Linked DNA regions of Mus musculus: regions 1 and 3 are each linked to region 2. Evidence: chromatin contacts called from public HiChIP or PLAC-seq data. All regions are on one chromosome and are shown on one strand. Each heading gives the region's core, a stretch centred on a gene start, on an enhancer-like site or on the middle of the called end of the contact. The rest is flanking DNA. Distances are from core to core; before and after follow the strand shown.

What was found. HiChIP or PLAC-seq counts read pairs in DNA pulled down with a chosen protein or histone mark.
Region 1: an H3K4me3 HiChIP or PLAC-seq map of embryonic limb bud shows a contact between it and region 2, with 4 times the contacts expected there. The contact joins the enhancer-like site here to the promoter of Prrx1 in region 2. A contact is called at or near these places in 12 of 39 promoter capture datasets (3T3-L1-derived adipocytes, the C10 cell line, cranial neural crest and 8 more), 9 of 484 Hi-C or Micro-C datasets (the MC3T3-E1 cell line, MC3T3-E1-derived osteoblasts, adipose-derived mesenchymal stem cells and 6 more), 13 of 115 datasets of contacts at active chromatin or transcription factors (the NIH/3T3 cell line, astrocytes, craniofacial prominence and 9 more) and 3 of 9 other capture datasets (adipose tissue, embryonic stem cells and embryonic tail).
Region 3: a contact with region 2 is called in an H3K4me3 HiChIP or PLAC-seq map of craniofacial prominence, with 3 times the contacts expected there. The contact joins the enhancer-like site here to the promoter of Prrx1 in region 2. A contact is called at or near these places in 1 of 39 promoter capture datasets (liver), 5 of 115 datasets of contacts at active chromatin or transcription factors (astrocytes, craniofacial prominence, embryonic hindbrain and 2 more) and 1 of 9 other capture datasets (embryonic stem cells).

Annotation. Positions count from the first base shown.
Region 1 is chr1:163,842,756-163,845,455 of GRCm38.p6, reverse strand. All of the region lies in intron 10 of Kifap3 (kinesin-associated protein 3), which reads right to left. Among named protein-coding and RNA genes, the nearest start is that of Kifap3, 65 kb to the right of the region's middle. Within about 2 kb of position 1,250, at least 13 of the 459 cell types and tissues checked have an H3K27ac peak or open chromatin away from gene starts, as enhancers often do. A contact at or near this core is called in embryonic limb bud and tail fibroblasts, where this site is marked.
Region 2 is chr1:163,312,297-163,314,996 of GRCm38.p6, reverse strand. It overlaps Prrx1 (paired related homeobox 1), which reads left to right and starts at 1,347. Exons shown (of 4, transcript NM_011127.2): 1 at 1,347-2,602. The coding sequence starts at 2,362.
Region 3 is chr1:163,873,066-163,875,765 of GRCm38.p6, reverse strand. The region is part of intron 17 of Kifap3 (kinesin-associated protein 3); the gene reads right to left. Among named protein-coding and RNA genes, the nearest start is that of Scyl3, 55 kb to the left of the region's middle. Within about 2 kb of position 1,300, at least 11 of the 459 cell types and tissues checked have an H3K27ac peak or open chromatin away from gene starts, as enhancers often do. A contact at or near this core is called in craniofacial prominence, where this site is marked.

The sequences.
Region 1 (2,700 bases), core at 1-2,500, 530 kb before region 2:
GTTTTAAAATGTTCTTATTTCTTTCATCTCTAAAGTGATCAGGAGAAACGTCACTCGGCCATTAATTTTATAAGACTCTGGAGATTTTCCAATCACAGATCACTCAAACAGAAATGTGAATTTTGAACATTAGAATATAAAGTCAAAGTTCTGTTCTTGCTCCATTTCCCAGCTGAACACTAGATCACAGTGAACGCCCACACGATGAGCCACATTATTAGCCTGATTCTCCTTCCCTTCTACACCCCATGTCCTCGTAGTTAAAGTGGAACACTCCAAGCGCGCCTCTACTAGAACAGTGCAGCACCGAGGTGATACATCACCCGAGTTCGCTCTGAGAATACAGCACGCTACAACTATCATGTCTAAGTCTAATATAGAATTAGAGCTCTTAATGCCGATTAATAATATAGTATGAAGAGTATGCCACAGGTTAAACCAACCTCTCAAAATTTATCTGCAGCAATTATTGAATACAAATATCTTCTATATCAAAATGTACTAAAATGAATTTAAGATTATTATTGAAAATTATTTATCTGGTGGTAGGGATTGAAACTAGAGCCCCGGGCATGCTTGATAAGCACTTTACCAACGAGCTACATCTTCAGTCCTAGAACATCTTTAGTAGATACTTCCATATAATTTTATGCATAGTTCATTACAGCAAATATATACGAATTACTATTTAAGTAGGTTACAGTGGAATTTGGACAGTCCAATTTTCAAGACTGTAGTTCTAGTGGGTGGTCTTTGTTTTGTAATAGACTTACTGACAGCAGCACCTAGATGAGGAACTGAAATGATCAATACAACAACTGAAAAGCAAGAGTTAAGTGGGAAAACGGAAAGCACCTATAGGTTACGATGGTCAGCACAAACCAAGCTTAACATATCAAAATGAGAAATAAAATTGGCAAATCTACCATTATGCTAAAAATCAATTTAAGCTAATTTTATACTAATTATTCCAAGGACTCTAATATTCAAAAAGTAATCTAATATTCAAAACAGACAAAGTTTCATTCTTTTAAATATATTTTCAACCTGTCTTCAATTAGTTTATTACCTTGTTTGTAATTTTTTATTATGTCCAGAGAATACTGTTGCAACTTGTTTGTCATTATCTGGCTCACTTCAGATACAAATGATAAAGACCAAAATAAATCCCTTTAAAAGAACCACTTTCTAGCTCAGAGTGGAAACCAGCCACTTAATGTGCCAAATTTCACCATGGAGCATGGAGACAGCCCAGGCAACATTCACACACACAGTATTGGAACCAGCTGGTGGTACAAGAATCTTAGGAAAAAAAAAGGCTCCTTGATTTAATTGGGAAAACAGGAGGAAGCATAAATTTTACTGCCATTAATAACTTCAAGCATCTTGATATGGTTGTACCTCAGCCTGACTGAGACATGTGCTTTCTGTTAAAGTGTTTGCCACATCTGACCCTATTGTTTGCTCACTTGATCAGGTAAGAAAATGTAGGTTTATTCACAGGATAAATGAGGCTATTCAGTTTGAACAATGCAGTCTATGGGAAGTTGCCTTTTGAAGCAGATGTGTGAAATTTCCTAACAGTTTGGTAATAACCAGGCAAAACCAACTTACTCTAAAAGAATGAACTTATTTTCTTAAAGGAAACTACCATAAGAGCAAACTAATTTCAGATAACTGGATGGGAAAACAATAATCTGACCATTTCCAGTTTTTAATAAGCGAATCTAAAAAGCCCACTTCCAAAGCACTTTTTCTCTTTTACAAAAGAGATACATTTTATTCATTCATTTATGATGTTGTTGGTAAACTGAAAATTATAGACACACACACACACACACACACACACACACACACACACCTTGTATAAATTTAACCTGGTGGGAGAACTTCAAAGATGGTTAGAAAATAATTTTGTCAGCTTTTTAAAGAATGGTCATAAGAAATAACCATATATATATGTGTGTATAGTCACAATTTACAGTCCAACAATACCTTCTGGTGGTCGCCAACAATAAGTGCAGTCAGCTTTGTCTAAACCAGAAAACCCAAACTCCTGAGCTGGATGAAGCCCTACGGGTTAGGAACCCCTGGGAGTACCAGCCTGCCACAAAGACTGCCCTAACAGCACAGCACTCTCACTGAGAGCGTGCAACTGGTTCAATGCACGCTTTGGAACCTAGAGAGCCCAATAACGTTAGTGCATGCACAGACCAACCAAAGAAATTATGACCTGGCTATACACTTTAAACTGCAAAACGAAGGTTTCTGCTGATAGAAGTTTGATTCAAGATTTAAATTATGGAGAAGAAAAGAGAGAGAGGCCAAACAGTAATTTTTCCTGGGTGCAATGGCATATCCTGTGATCTAATACTTAGAGGTCTGAGGCTAGGTTAGCCTATGCAGAAAGCAAGACCACATCTTTAAAAAGAAGAAAACAAGTAAGAAAAAGAAAAAAATACAAATATATGTAAAGTTAAATACGAAAAGCTTCATGCAAATAGTATTGAGAGCCACACCTGAATCAGAGAGTGTGACTCTGAAGGTTACAGGAGAAATGAATGAGTTAATTTTTAAAGTTAATTTACATATAGGTTCATAAATTGTATATTAAAATGCTTAATACAGGCTAATCTCAAATTATGTAAAATATAAATCCGATTTTTAAATTTTAAGAAACATTCTAATTTTTGCTTGTAA
Region 2 (2,700 bases), core at 98-2,597:
TGATGAAAAAGTCTCCTCCATCCTGGCTCCTTAATTAAATGCATGGAAAGAACCGAGGCGCGCACATCTGGTTTCAATCTACAGCCCTTTGATGGCATCAAATGTTCTTTTCCCAGATCAGGGCTGGAAGTTCTGGGCTAACTATGGCCGTTTGGAGCACAGAAACCATTTATACACACTGGGACCCTTCCTTCTTTTCAATTCAATCTCATAGCTACAGGAGAAGGGGAAATCTAGCAATCAGGGGAGCGAGGGGAAACGTATGTATGTGTGTGTTTAAAGAACATAAAACGCCACAAATAAGCACATACTATTTTACTTACTGGCCATATAGTAACTCATTCCTAATGAGACTATTAAAGCTGTTACCAGATTCCAACAGGTCATGAAAACACCGTCCAGCACCGCTCTGCCCTCTGTCAAGCCTGGTCATAGACTTCGACCTTCCTCAGTCTCTGTGTTTGCCAGGGCCTCACCGAACTGGATACAGATTAGCACAGAGCCCACCCCACCCCCAGCTCCTCCTGCTCCCCCCAACTTCTTCAGCCCCAGTGTTCCTGTCTGCTCTGATCTGGGGCAGCCTCGGCTACGAGCAAGAAATTAGAACATTGGCAAAGGTAGGGGAATTATCAGGACGGACTTTCTTCTGGTTTAATGAATATGTAAATTTTCTACTGTCTGAAGCCTGGGGATTTCTGGTGGCAGCGAAAGTCTCGAATCCATTCGAAGCTGAAGACTTCTGGATCTGCCCAAGCCGTCTTTAGATCGTAGAGAGCCTCCCGTTATTATCGCTCTTGTTATTTTATTACATTATTTAATAGGCTGTCTCTACAGAGCCAAACGAGCTTTAATAGGCTTGCTCTTTTTTGCCGTTCAGTCTCAGACTCTCCCTGCGCTCTCCGCCAAAACAAAGCTGCAGGAAAAGTTACTGGGGGGCGGTGCAGCCGCAGATTTGACTGTTATAGATGTGCATCTTTTCCCTGTTCCTTTTTCTTTTTTCTTTTCCTAACAAGTTTGCCCTCAGCTGTTATCAAAACATGCAAATGAGATATTCCAAGAGGATCTCAAACAAATCCGGAGGAGTTAATGCTGAAACAAAATAATCAGCCCCGTTTTAAAGTGACTGCGGGTTTCGGGCACTTTTCTCTCTGTGATACTACTGCAAGGGAATGATAATTAGACCTTTATTTTAAAAATCCAAAGGGGCTCTCTCCTTAGCTTCCCTCCCTTTTCCCTCCCTCCCTCCTTCCTCCCTCCCTCCTCCTCTCTTGCTCCCTCCCTCTCCCTTTCTCTCTGGCTCTGATGTTGGCAAAGGGGTTTTCTTAATCAGACTGTTTTTTCGGTCCGAGGAAAAGGAGGTAGGAGATTGTGATGGAGAAAGGGGGTCTGTAAAACGTCAGGCGCCGCACAAAGGCTTTGCCACGTAATTACAGGCTCCTATTAAGTGGAGATCTGCCCTCCCAGGGGTCTCCAATTTTCTTGTATTCCCTACAAAGCCTCCTCTCCATGCCAGCCTGTGCCTTTTGAAGTGCCAGAGAGCTTCTTGATCCAACTGAGAAGGGAAAAGGAGCTCCGCACGGAGAAGGGGGAGAGAGCGGAGGGAAGGGGGACCGCCACCCTTCTGCAGACTCTTGAAGCCCCGCTTCTTTATTTCTTATTTTTTTTTCCTCCTTACGAAGAGTAAAGTGAGAATCCTGCTCTCTAATACATCTGCAAGACATCACTCTCCTGAAATTCTAGTCACTCCCGAGAATCCACAGGAGTGCAGAGAGGGGGAACGCGCTTTCTTGAAGACATTTTAAAGCTGGAACAAGCCTTCTTCTGTTGGCGCTTGAACTCTTGCCGGGGGAATAACTTTTTTTAACCTCTTTCTCTAATTTTTTTAAAGCCACTTTGATTCTTCTCTCCACCCCTTCTTCTCTCTTCTGTTTGCCTAACTCCCCCGCCCCGCTGGCCTCCCCTTTCCTCGCTCCCCCTTATTATTATTTTTAGTGTCTGCGAGTGGACGCTTTTTAAGAGTTGAAAGGGATATTTTTTTTCTTTTTGATCTAAGCATAGGTTGTTTGTTTTGTTTTTATTTTTGAACTTTTTGGTGTGGATTATCTCTCTGGACCGCGCTGGACTTGGCTTTAGCGAAGTAACCGAGGCTGCAGGGAAAGTTACTTGTCCCGAAAGTTCTACACTTCAGAAGGGGTCCCACCCTCTGTTTCTCTCTCTCTCTCTCTCTCTCTCTCTCTCTCTCTCTCTCTCTCCACTCCCCCCTCTTTCTTCCCCACTCGGCTCCTCTCCCCCCTCACGCCCACAGCGTTTGGTGTTGATTCGAGCGGGAAGAGGGGGGTGGGTGGGATTGGAGGGGAGACCATGACCTCCAGCTACGGGCACGTTCTGGAGCGGCAACCGGCGCTGGGCGGCCGCTTGGACAGCCCGGGCAACCTCGACACCCTGCAGGCGAAAAAGAACTTCTCCGTCAGTCACCTGCTAGACCTGGAGGAGGCCGGGGACATGGTGGCGGCACAAGCAGACGAAAGTGTGGGCGAGGCGGGCCGGAGCCTGCTGGAGTCACCGGGACTGACCAGTGGCAGCGACACCCCTCAGCAGGACAGTGAGTGAGGGCGCGTGCTCCGGGGAGTGTGCGCTGGGGACACAGGGTGGAGGCCCGGGGAGGGCGGCGGGAGCGTGTTCCAGGCTTCGGTTTCGGGG
Region 3 (2,700 bases), core at 51-2,550, 560 kb before region 2:
ATTTCATAAATTCATTTTTTTAATAGCTGAGTAGTATTCCATTGTGTAAATGTACCACATTTTCTGTATCCATTCCTCTGTTGAGGGGCATCTGGGTTCTTTCCAGCTTCTGGCTATTATAAACAAGGCTGCTATGAACATAGTGGAGCATGTGTCCTTCTTACCGGTTGGGACATCTTCTGGATATATGCCCAGGAGAGGTATTGCGGGATCCTCCGGTAGTACTATGTCCAATTTTCTGAGGAACCGCCAGACTGATTTCCAGAGTGGTTGTACAAGCTTGCAATCCCACCAACAATGGAGGAGTGTTCCTCTTTCTCCACATCCTGAACAGCAGACTGAACTGCTATTTTTATTTAAATAATCTTTGGGCTGGCAAGATGGCTCAGTGGGTGAAAGGTGCTTGCAGCTAAGTTGGAAGACCTGAGTTGGATCTCTGCAATATATACAGTAGAAGGGTTCTGCACACTGTCTGTTGTCCTCTGACCTTTGCAAGTGCACTGCCACGAGTGCATGCTACACACATCCATGTACAAAAGAAATAAAATTAAAATAAGCATCCTCTGATCTCCAGATTGTATTCAGAGTAACTAATATGAGCTTTGAGCATCAGCATTGCACCCTACAAGTCTGATTCTACAACTGTGTAGTGACTGACACAGGACCACTGCTGAAAACACTGGGGAAAGTGAGAATGTGTGAGGAGGGAGGCCGCTCAACAGGAAACTGTTATCACCTAGGAAACAGAAATTATATTTTACAAAAGCTTCAGCAATATTTATAGAGTCCTGCTACCAAAACCACAGTCATGCTCAGCAGTGTTGGCATGAAAGGTGACCCTTGAGATTTCAGTTATGTTTCTCTGTTAGAACATCATGAATTAAGGTGATGAAGTTCTGGAGGTACACAGCCTAGCATCCCCAAATGAGTAGAGTCAAATATTAATAAACTCAACATATTAATATCAATTTCCTATGGCATCCCTCTGGGATTCCTAATGCTCTCACATGCCCAGTTTCCATCCTATAGCAGCAAACAGCTGTGAGAATTTCAGCACTTCGATCCCAGCTAGGACATAGCCAACTCCACCAAGCCTTTGTAGCATTCCTACAGGGAGACACTTCTCACTGCTGAACACTTTTCATGAGGCATGTATTGCTGGGCTCTGTCTTTAAGTTTTCATTCTATGCTGTATTTAAAGGAAAACATGCTTGTCTTTTATTTTTCCCTCGTCTCAGCTTCTGACATTACGATCTTAGGCACTCGGGTTCCATAAACTCTCATGTGTCACCAGAGACTTATGGTTTGATTTTGCATGGAATGTGCCATCCCTTTTGAAGTTCTACATCCCTTTGTTTACTGTTTAACCACTGAAGTATCCTGAAGGCTCACCCAGCCTATCATCAGGGTCTGGGCACTATCACGGGAGCTCTTGTCACTGGCTTCCGTCACACCTTGTATCTGATTAACACACTCTAGGATAACACAGAGCTACACAGATCTGCTTTGTGTCCTGGAGCAATTGATAGAAAACAGACTTCTCCCCTTCTTTAATCTGGCAGACCCCTAATTGAGACTGTAATATAGTTTATTTAATAAAAAATTTTTATACTAAATTAAAATAAGTCTAAAATAGCCCAGTTTTTTAAGGCTAAGAAGCTCCAAAAAGGGGAGGCTTTTTATAGCTTAAAAATATTTTCTTGAAAATACACATATATATATATATTTCAAATAAACATACATTTAATAAAGTTGTTGGCTTTTATGTATACACTACCTCTTTCTTAACATGACCGTTCCTAGTGTGGGCCTTTACATAGTCTCAACTGAGGAAAATGTTAAAGCAGACTTTTCGGTATGACTATCTCCTCAGACAAACTTTTTAAAAAGTAATGATGAGACTAACCTGTATAAATAGTTTTTAAAATATGCCACTATAGACCTTATAGTAAAATATATAATTACATAAAATTTATTTAATTAAGCAATCATGAATTATCATGTTTATACTTTGTTTGGGTTTCAAGTCCAACTATGGTCAATTGAATCAAAATAAAGCAAGACATGTAAGAATCAGTAAAGGAGATACACAAAAACATTCATGCATATGTATTTTTTTTAATTTTTAACAAGCTGGAAAAAATAGTCTAAATTCCATGTGATCCAAAAATGAACTACAGAAGAAGGCCAAACAAACTTGGCATTAAGTATAAATTTCATTTTATAGAATTAAGACAAAATTCTAAAATGTACTTAAACTGATGAATTAAATCTTAGTATGCTCATAATGAGGAGCCAGCTGTAGCTGTTTGGCAAGATGATTTTACAGATTCTACCAACAATTCACTTGGAAAATCTCTGTGCTGTGTCTACACCCACAGTAAAAGTGAGCGCTGGGCTGGAGAGCTGCCGTGGTGGGTAAGGGCTCACTCCTTCAGTGTGAGAAGCCAACTACAGATTTGCAGAGCCGAAAGAAAGCTGGGTGCCACTGCATGCCTCTGTGCTTCCAGCACTCCCACAGCAAGGTGGGAGCACACACAGGACAATAACCACAGCAAGGTGGGAGCACACACAGGACAATAACCAGAGCAAGGTGGGAGCACACACAGGACAATAACCAGAGCAAGGTGGGAGCACACACAGGACAATAACCAGAGCTCACCAGCTAGCTAGTGTGGCGTGGGGCACAGTGAACAGAAA